Linked DNA regions of Mus musculus: regions 1 and 2 are each linked to region 3. Evidence: chromatin contacts called from public HiChIP or PLAC-seq data. All regions are on one chromosome and are shown on one strand. Each heading gives the region's core, a stretch centred on a gene start, on an enhancer-like site or on the middle of the called end of the contact. The rest is flanking DNA. Distances are from core to core; before and after follow the strand shown. Region 1 holds the start of Calm5 (calmodulin 5). Region 2 holds the start of Ucn3 (urocortin 3). Region 3 holds the start of Gdi2 (guanosine diphosphate (GDP) dissociation inhibitor 2).

Region 1 (2,700 bases), core at 175-2,674, 320 kb after region 3:
TTCAAGAGATTTAAAAAAAAAAATTTTGGAAAGAAACTCCCTAACTGGAGCCTTTCTCTTTGCATCTCTCTCTCTACACCCGAGGTCCCCTAGACACAGGCTTGGAGCCAGGGTGGAGTGCCAGAGAATCTGGGTATTTCTCACTTCAGAGATGCATTAAACTGATTGACTTAGAGACAGGTAGAATTTGTTAAGTTTCTCAGTAGGATAATAAAGAAGTTTGTTCCTAAGGCTGTGCAAGAGTGGAGGAAGGCAGAGTCATCAGCAGTTAAAAAGGGGCTTACTTGAACCTCATCTTGGGTACTACATGGCAAATGTCTAGTCACAAGCGATGTTCCCACCTTTGGAAAGTCTTAAAGACTACCCCACAAGAGTGAGGTCTTGGTCTAAATCCAATAACCTGTCCCAGGTTGTACAGGGATGGGTTTCCTTTCAGAATGTAGAGCATACACAGAAGGCCATGGGTAAGGGGTCCCAAGTGGACTAGTGTGCTTAGGGCTGGTACAGGAGATCCCAAAGTGCTCAAGTTCCTGTCACGGCTGCCCTGTCCTTGGACTTTGCTGGCCACACATTGCCTTCCAGTGAAGAAGCAGCACCCACCCAGGCAAGACTCTCTGACCTAAGTTTCTTTCCCTGCTTTGTGCATGGAATGAACATCTCTCATCTCCAATGGAGAACCAGAGAGTCCAGAGAACACTGGACTTAGCTGCGGAATTGTAGGACTCACTAGGGGAGATGAGAGATCCTTCCTCTCACCTCTGAATTCACACTTCACGCTTGTTTTTGTAAAGGATGCCACAGCAGCAGAATGATACCCAGCTCCTTACTTCCTGGATGCTAAAGACAGACAGCCCCATCCTCTTTTCTTGCCCAGCACTAGCGAGTGCAGTGAAGGCTATAGGTAAATCTAGGAAGACTTGGTACTTCCCCCTTTCCATCAAGCTCACCCTTAGGATAAGAGCTGAGAAGGGTACTAAACTGAACCCCACTAAGGACTGCTGATCCTGATCCCTGACAGCTTCTTTGACACATGTGCCTCTCCCCAGTGAGTCTCTGTGAAATTGGGGAAGCTTTCTTGAAACCACCAGTGTGGTCAAAGCCTCTATGAAAATCAGCCACAGGGGAAGTGTGTCTAGGCAGATGTCCATGCAGTGGGGTGGTCTGCTATGTGGGCCAGGACAGGCTGGCAGGCTTTGTCCCATGCCCTCCAGGCCACTTCCTATCAACTTATCCACAGATCTTCTCATCCATTAAAATGATGTCATTCCTTGTCTGTCCTTCCCTGGGAGGAGCATCATGCCTGGGGGCAAGGAGAGGAGGGTGGGGAGTCTCCTCCCTTTGCTCCAATCACAGAAAAGGAGGGGGTTCCTATGCCATGGCAAGGCTACCTATAGCTCAGCTCTTCAACAGGCACAGCTTCAGAGCCCAGCAGTAGCCTTGAGCACTGGACCAGAAACCGCAGGAGCAGCAGACTGACATCCAGTTGACACCAAGCTCAGAAGCTTTGTAAGGTACAGAGATGTCTCACGGGTTTACTAAGGAGGAGGTGGCCGAGTACTTCAGACCTTTTTTTTTGGCTTGACAAGAATAAGGATGGCCATATCAACGTCCAGGAACTTGGAGATGTAATGAAGCAGTTGGGCAAGAACCTCTCACATGAGGAACTGAAGGCTCTCATCTCCAAGTTGGACACAGATGGTGATGGCAAGATCAGCTTTGAAGAATTCTTTAAGTCCATCAAAAAGTACACTAAAGAGCAGGAGCTGCAGGCTATGTTCAGTGTCCTTGACCAGAATGGTGATGGGTACATCACTGTGGATGAGCTCAAAGAAGGCTTGTCCAAGATGGGAGAGCCGCTTTCCCAGGAGGAGCTGGAGGGCATGATCCATGTGTTTGGTGCAGACCAAGATGGGAAGGTGAACTATGAGCAGTTTTTGAGTCACTACATTGAGACTGTATACAAGGTCCACATATCTGACTGACTCTGACAGGCACTTGTGCCTTCTTGCAGCGCTCTGCTTTTGTGGTGGTGTTAAAAAGAAGAGAAGTCTGTGTGGTGTATGGAAACTATCTCATGAGTGAGGAAGACTTTATTGGCTCTGGATGCTGTGCCATCTGGAGCTGCTCACTAGTCCCTTCTCTGCCTGCTGAGACTCTGGTCAGAGGATGGTTTCCCTGGGTGTGTCTCTCCTCTCCCTCTTGCTGTGGAATGGGCACTTCCTACCTCCCAGGGCTCTTATAACAGTTTAAATAAAAATGCAAATTCTGTGTGCTTGGTGTTTAACTAAAAAGGAGAATCCCAAGGGCTTCCAACAATACATACTTTGGGCCTGTGATCGCTTCCATAGAACTGGAGAAGCCTTCTGCCTACCTCTTGTCTTCCCTAGTTCCCCATAAGGAGGAAAGGTAAGTACTGGTATGTGGTGGGGGAGGTCACATGGAGGAAGTAGTTGTTTTGAGCTTTAAGCCCTGGGATGGGCAGGACCAAATGCACCCGCACAAAGAAAAGTCACCCTCTTTCTTACACACAGCCTGTTTTGCGAAAATCTTGAAAAAAAAGAGGGTGAGAATTGTCTCTATATTTGTGCTTCTGCACATGTGTATGTCTGTCTTCATAAGCCAGTCTGTGTGCATTGTGTATGTACATGTTTGTCTATATTCTCCATGTATATCCACATGGGTTTAGAGATGTATGCCTGT
Region 2 (2,700 bases), core at 156-2,655, 410 kb after region 3:
CCCCACCCCTACTGGTTGCTCCTTCAGTCTGAAGTAAGCCCTGAATTTACAAGCCAGCACCTTAAAGACCTGGGCCACTTCGAATTCTGTATTTCTTTGGCCTTTCCTTCTGCGATGTGCCAGACTTTTGTGATGTGGAGATTTTCTCTCCCTGTGGTTCCTTGGGGCTCTTGAGAACCTCGGTAGCAGCAGAGAGAGCCAACAGAGCCTTAAACTAAATCACATCTTCAATAAATATTTGTTACATAAACTGACATTCAGATTAGCATTTAGGCACTTAAGGAGATTAATTTGCAGGAAACCATAGTTTCCATTCTCCTTTTAGATGTATTGTCTGTGCAGATACATGCTATTACCTGTTACTGAGGGAGAAGCGTGTTCTTTGAGGCACAGGGCTTTTGTTGTTGTTGTTCTTACTTTGAAGCCACACATATGTGTTTCTGCACACATATGTGCAGAAAACAGTGCTGCAAAATTACTGTCTACAGTTTTCCCAGGAAAAATTTTAAAAGTTTCCTCTCTTGCTATGACCTGGCCTCCCTGGAGGCTCCTGCTGTATAGGTTTACCTATGGATTTGTGTCCTGCTCATCTCATGGGCTGAGAGAGAGAGAGAGAGAGAGAGAGAGAGAGAGAGAGAGAGAGAGAGAGAGAGAACAAACTGCATTGGATCTGCCACTTCTTCAGAATGGTCATTTTGCACCCTGAATAATTTCTCCCTGGTGTCTCTGGTACCAATTTCTGCGGATTTAACACAACCCTGGCCATGGAGTTCAGCACTCTTTTCCCATGAGTTCCCACCGGGAACTGCTAACAACTCAGCTGTCTAGTTACCAGCCAGCCCTTGTTGAGAGAAAATACATTTACACTTCATAAATCAGTCCCGAGGACAACCTTACCTGTAAGTGGACTTTGCTCTGGAGTGGAAATGCTCAGGTCGAGGGGCACAGCTTCCGGGCCAGGAGGCTACTCCCTGCAGGTCCTCTGAACTTCTGACTGTTCAGGGTTGCAGCTTTGTCTTCTCTGGTACTGATTGTAGTGGGCTGTGATCGTTCCTCTCTATGGAAACCGCTCCACTCCCCTGTGCATATATGTAAAAGTGGCAGATCACAGGGTGGATCGTAATTCCAGATGTAGTGTCTACATTAGGATGAGATTTCATTTAAAATACAAGAGCCGGCTGTGCACGTCACAGAGATGACAGGTACTCAGGAGACTGTAACCCCTCCTGCCTTCCCCTCCTCTAGTCACCTCCTTCTTCCCCTCCTGCCCTTGCAACTTGCTTCATTAATTAAAGACAAAAGAAAACAAATAACAACAGAACCCAAAACACAGGTAAGCCGAGAAGCAATGTCTTTGGACAGAGTTTCATTACTGATTTTAATTCCAGCTAATTCTAGCCTCTTCTAACCTCTCCCTCCCGCTCACCCTCCCAGTGGAAATCTGGGGCTCCAAACTGCTTTGCAAGCAGAGAAGGTGGTTTGGAGTTCATCTGTTGCCTTGTCCTTTTGTGGGTTCTGACAGCAGTGTTAGCCAGCTACTCATACAGCTCATTATCACTGTGTACTTGGCAAAGACTTCTGTGTCCAGAGATTTTTAATAGGAAACCACTTGAATTTTACCAGTCTGTGAACACACTATTTACTGGACACCTACTGTGTGCCAGGCATGGTTTTCAGTCTCTGAGAGAATTCAATGATAAGGAAGTTGGGAGTTGGGGCTGGTATAGAAAAGAGGTTGAGGTAGATGAGAGAGAGAGAGAGAGAGAGACAGAGACAGAGAGAGAGACAGAGAGAGAGACAGAGAGAGACAGAGACACAGAGAGACACAGAGAGAACAACTATCAATTGGCAAATGCCTTAGTTTAGAAAGGAGCGTATCTAAGCACTTGAGAGCTCCTTATGCTCAGTGAGGGGAGAGCAGGAGGTGTGAACACAGTAGGTCAGTGATCTGGTGTGGACAGAGCTGAGGGGCAGAGGCAGCGGGGAAGGAGCTAGGCAAAAGGAAGTTAGGTCTGGCCCATACTTAGAAGTGCTCTGAAGACCTGTTTAAAGAACAAACATCACTTAATATGTCCTAGAAGATTCGAAGGGGGCAGGGTCCATATAGGTGACCCTTAGTTCATAGATGAGAAATAGTTTGCTGGTGGTACCACATAGGCTTAGGGTAACAGAATAAGGTTAGAACTAGCCTTACTAGGCACAATGCCATTTCTAATCCACTTTAGACTTTGGGCTGAGAAGAATTTTTAAAGAGCCGTGGGACTGACTGGGTCTCTGTAGTCTTCGTGTCAAACCCAGAGTCCCCAGCCCAGGTGATTGTTCCTTTTGTGAAATTCCAGGTGAAGAGCTAGGTGGGCTTCTCAGATGATCAAGGCTCCTTCATGCCCATAAATCTTTTGAAGGAAAAGTAAAGAAGGGGACCAAGGTACCCAGTCTCTTCAAACACTCTATCTTTCTTTATAAGATATGAAACTAAGGGCTGTAGTGTAGCTCAGTGATAGAGCACAAAGCCCTGGGTTCTACCCACCAGTCGGACAAGTTTCAGAGTGATATGAAATTGAACCCCGTTTCTCAAGAGGTGTCTGGGATGGGATTCCCTGGAGGTCAGAGGTAAAGTGCAACTAGATTTGTGTTTGATTCAAATCTGCCAGTTCTATCATCAATTAATTAGTATATACTAGTCTAGGAGAAGGTTTTCTG
Region 3 (2,700 bases), core at 183-2,682:
CTGCTTCTTCCGAATTGCTCTGCTTGACCTTTAACTATAGCAATCTGTTTTGGTTTTTCGCCTCTTCTTTGACTCATTCTGTCTTTACTTGTGTCTAATTTGTCCTCTCTGCAACCTGTCCCTTTATAACTGTCACAGTAAAACTGCTTCCTCCTCCTCTTCTGTACTGCCTCTTAAATAGCTTCCCTTCCCTCTCTCTTTTGAGAGCTGGGTATAACCTGGCAAACCTTTCTCTGATTCAGTCAAGCCACTCAATTAGACATCACTGTTAAACATGGGTGCTTCCTTCTAATAAACTAGTTTTACCTTTGGAATCAAAGGTGTGCACTTAGGGTGTGCCTGTATTCCAGCAAGATTAAAGGTGTGTGCTAAGGGCCGAGGCACAGCACAGCTAGTTCAAAGCCAGTGGAGCTTGATGTCCAAGGGGCCTGCAAATGTTGCTTTAATGGTCCTGAGGGTTACTGGAAGGTCTACTTTGCACCCTGACAATTCTGTTGTCCAAACAAAACAAAACAACTCTGAAATTAATTAGATTCAACAAAGTTTTAACAAGGATCAGGATCCAGAACCAGGCAGCACACCAAAGATGGTTCAGAAGCCCCACCTCTAGTGTGGTAATTGCATGTAGAGGCTGAAACACAGCAAACATACAAAATATAGTGCAATTCAGCATTTGCCTTTATAAGCACATTTTGGCAGCCTTCAGCCTGAGAGACTAGTTGAAGCCCAGTTGCTTGGGTACCAGGGTTATCAACTCTTAAATTTATAACCTGCTTTGCATCACAAGCTAGAATGCGGAGCATTATATAGGAAAGCCATTCTGGACCACATTTTACCTAAAGCATGGATACCAGTTTAGAACACATTTATTTGTTCGAACAGAACCATACAAGTTTAAAGCAGGGCACACAGAATCCTGAGGTCTTCCCAGCCCCGCGCGGGCAGGGGCAGGGGCAGGGCCAGGAGCCAAGCTGCAGAGGCAACGAGGCTGCCAACCTTCGGAGAGGCTGGCGTCCTCACGACTTGGCCCCGCTCGGCCAGGGCGATGCACGTACACCTCTCAAAGTCCCAAGGGCGGAGCTTGGGCTCCGTGGCCCGAAGCCTAAACAACCGTGCTCCATCTCACACCTTGGCGCGAGAGTCAGGCACGTGGTAGCCCAGCTGCAGTTTCCGCCTTGTTCCTCCTATTCAACTAGACCCTCAGCTTCGCATGTCGCCGCCCATACCACAGGAGCACAAGACGGGTGAAATTTAAAAAAAAAAAAAAAAAAAAAGCGCAAAACCGGAAGCCAAGATGGCAGCAGTCCGCCCTTCTCTCGCGAGAGGGGAACGAGGGGGGGAGAGGTGGGGTTAAGGAAATTCACCAATGAGAGAGCAGGATCCCCTTGACTGACGGCGCCGTCGGCCTCTCGCACGCCCCGCCCCGGCGCCGGAGCTCGCTCTCCTCACCCCGCGCTCTCCCCGCCTCCCCTCCCTCCCCTCCCTGCTCTTCTCTTCCCGTTGAGGTGGCGGCCGGCCTCTCCTCCTCCTCAGCTCCGTTTTTCCTCTCCTCGCTTTTTCCCTTTCCCCCCGACCCCCGGGGCCCAGAGCGGCCGGACTTCTCGCTCCCTTCTCTACGGCGGCCTCCGAGCCCCCGCGTGCGCTCCTTTCCCCGCCATGAATGAGGAATACGACGTGATCGTGCTGGGCACCGGCCTGACGGTGAGCTGCGGCGGGCTGCGGGGAGACGCGGCCGGCCGGCCTCCGCCGGGCCCGGGGGCGAGGGCGGGTCCCATCGGTGTGCACGAGCCTCGCCCGCGCCCGAACTGCCGGTGTCTGCGCCCCCTTGGGGGCCGTCCCCACTCGCCCGCGTTGAGTCTGGGATAGGGAGGTCGTGGCTTGTTGGGATGCAGTGATTTGAAGGCGTCGGTAGTGTGTTAGGGAAAACCAGGATGTGGAAGCCGGGACGTGTCCGTGGGAAGCCTGCCCATTGGGAAGTTGAGGGCAGAACCGCCCAGCAGCCGGAGAGAGACAGCCTCGTCCTCCTGCAGGAAGGAAGAGGACCGGGAAAACAGCTTGTGCTCCTTGCACTTCCCCTTTGGGTGAATGACCTCTCCCGCTTGGAAGCAGGCAAGCCCTGGACCGAGCGGGAGGGAGTCGCTGCTGGCGCCTGCACTTCCTATGTAAGTGGCGAGTAGCAGCAGCAGCAGCAGCAGCAGCAGCTTACTCAGCTAGTCTCAGGGCGCAGAAAGCCAAACAGAAGGATGATCGCTGATCGATAATTTGTCCTAGAGTTTGGCCAACTTAAGTTTCTAGAGAAAATCATGAAACGAGTTTCTTTAGGAAAAAAACAAACACCCTTTTTCTAATTGCTTCACTGCCCTCTCATCCACTCGCTTGAAATGGGAAATGAATTTTCTCAAAACTTGTCTGTTAAATACTTTTCACGTCCGGCCCGTGCTTCCCTTTTGTTTGGTTTATTGCGTGCCGCCACAGTTTCTTGAGAAGGGGGAGGCTAAGTTCTCTGTACTTGTTACACTTCTGGGAGGTTAGAAAATAAATGCGCAGTGTGAATGTACTGGTATGTAAATGTAAGGCGGTCCCTAATGCTCCAGTACGTTTTCGTCAGTATCTATCTGCTTAAATATGGGAAAAATATAGACAGGTTTTTATACTTTGTGCTTTCCCCCCGGCCCCCCACTGTGACAAAAGGGCTGATCT

The links. HiChIP or PLAC-seq counts read pairs in DNA pulled down with a chosen protein or histone mark.
Region 1: an H3K27ac HiChIP or PLAC-seq map of embryonic stem cells shows a contact between it and region 3, with 6 times the contacts expected there. The contact joins the promoter of Calm5 here to the promoter of Gdi2 in region 3. A contact is called at or near these places in 3 of 115 datasets of contacts at active chromatin or transcription factors (embryonic stem cells, extraembryonic endoderm stem cells and pancreatic cancer cells).
Region 2: a contact with region 3 is called in an H3K27ac HiChIP or PLAC-seq map of embryonic stem cells, with 4 times the contacts expected there. The contact joins the promoter of Ucn3 here to the promoter of Gdi2 in region 3. A contact is called at or near these places in 1 of 39 promoter capture datasets (cranial neural crest) and 4 of 115 datasets of contacts at active chromatin or transcription factors (bone marrow-derived macrophages, embryonic limb bud and embryonic stem cells).

The regions. Positions count from the first base shown.
Region 1 is chr13:3,852,749-3,855,448 of GRCm38.p6, forward strand. Calm5 (calmodulin 5) reads left to right here and starts at 1,425. Exons shown (of 2, transcript NM_001008706.2): 1 at 1,425-1,546; 2 at 1,587-2,013. The coding sequence starts at 1,520. The coding sequence ends at 1,982.
Region 2 is chr13:3,943,944-3,946,643 of GRCm38.p6, forward strand. It overlaps Ucn3 (urocortin 3), which reads right to left and starts at 1,406. Exons shown (of 2, transcript NM_031250.5): 1 at 898-1,406.
Region 3 is chr13:3,536,643-3,539,342 of GRCm38.p6, forward strand. It overlaps Gdi2 (guanosine diphosphate (GDP) dissociation inhibitor 2), which reads left to right and starts at 1,433. Exons shown (of 11, transcript NM_008112.4): 1 at 1,433-1,701. The coding sequence starts at 1,657.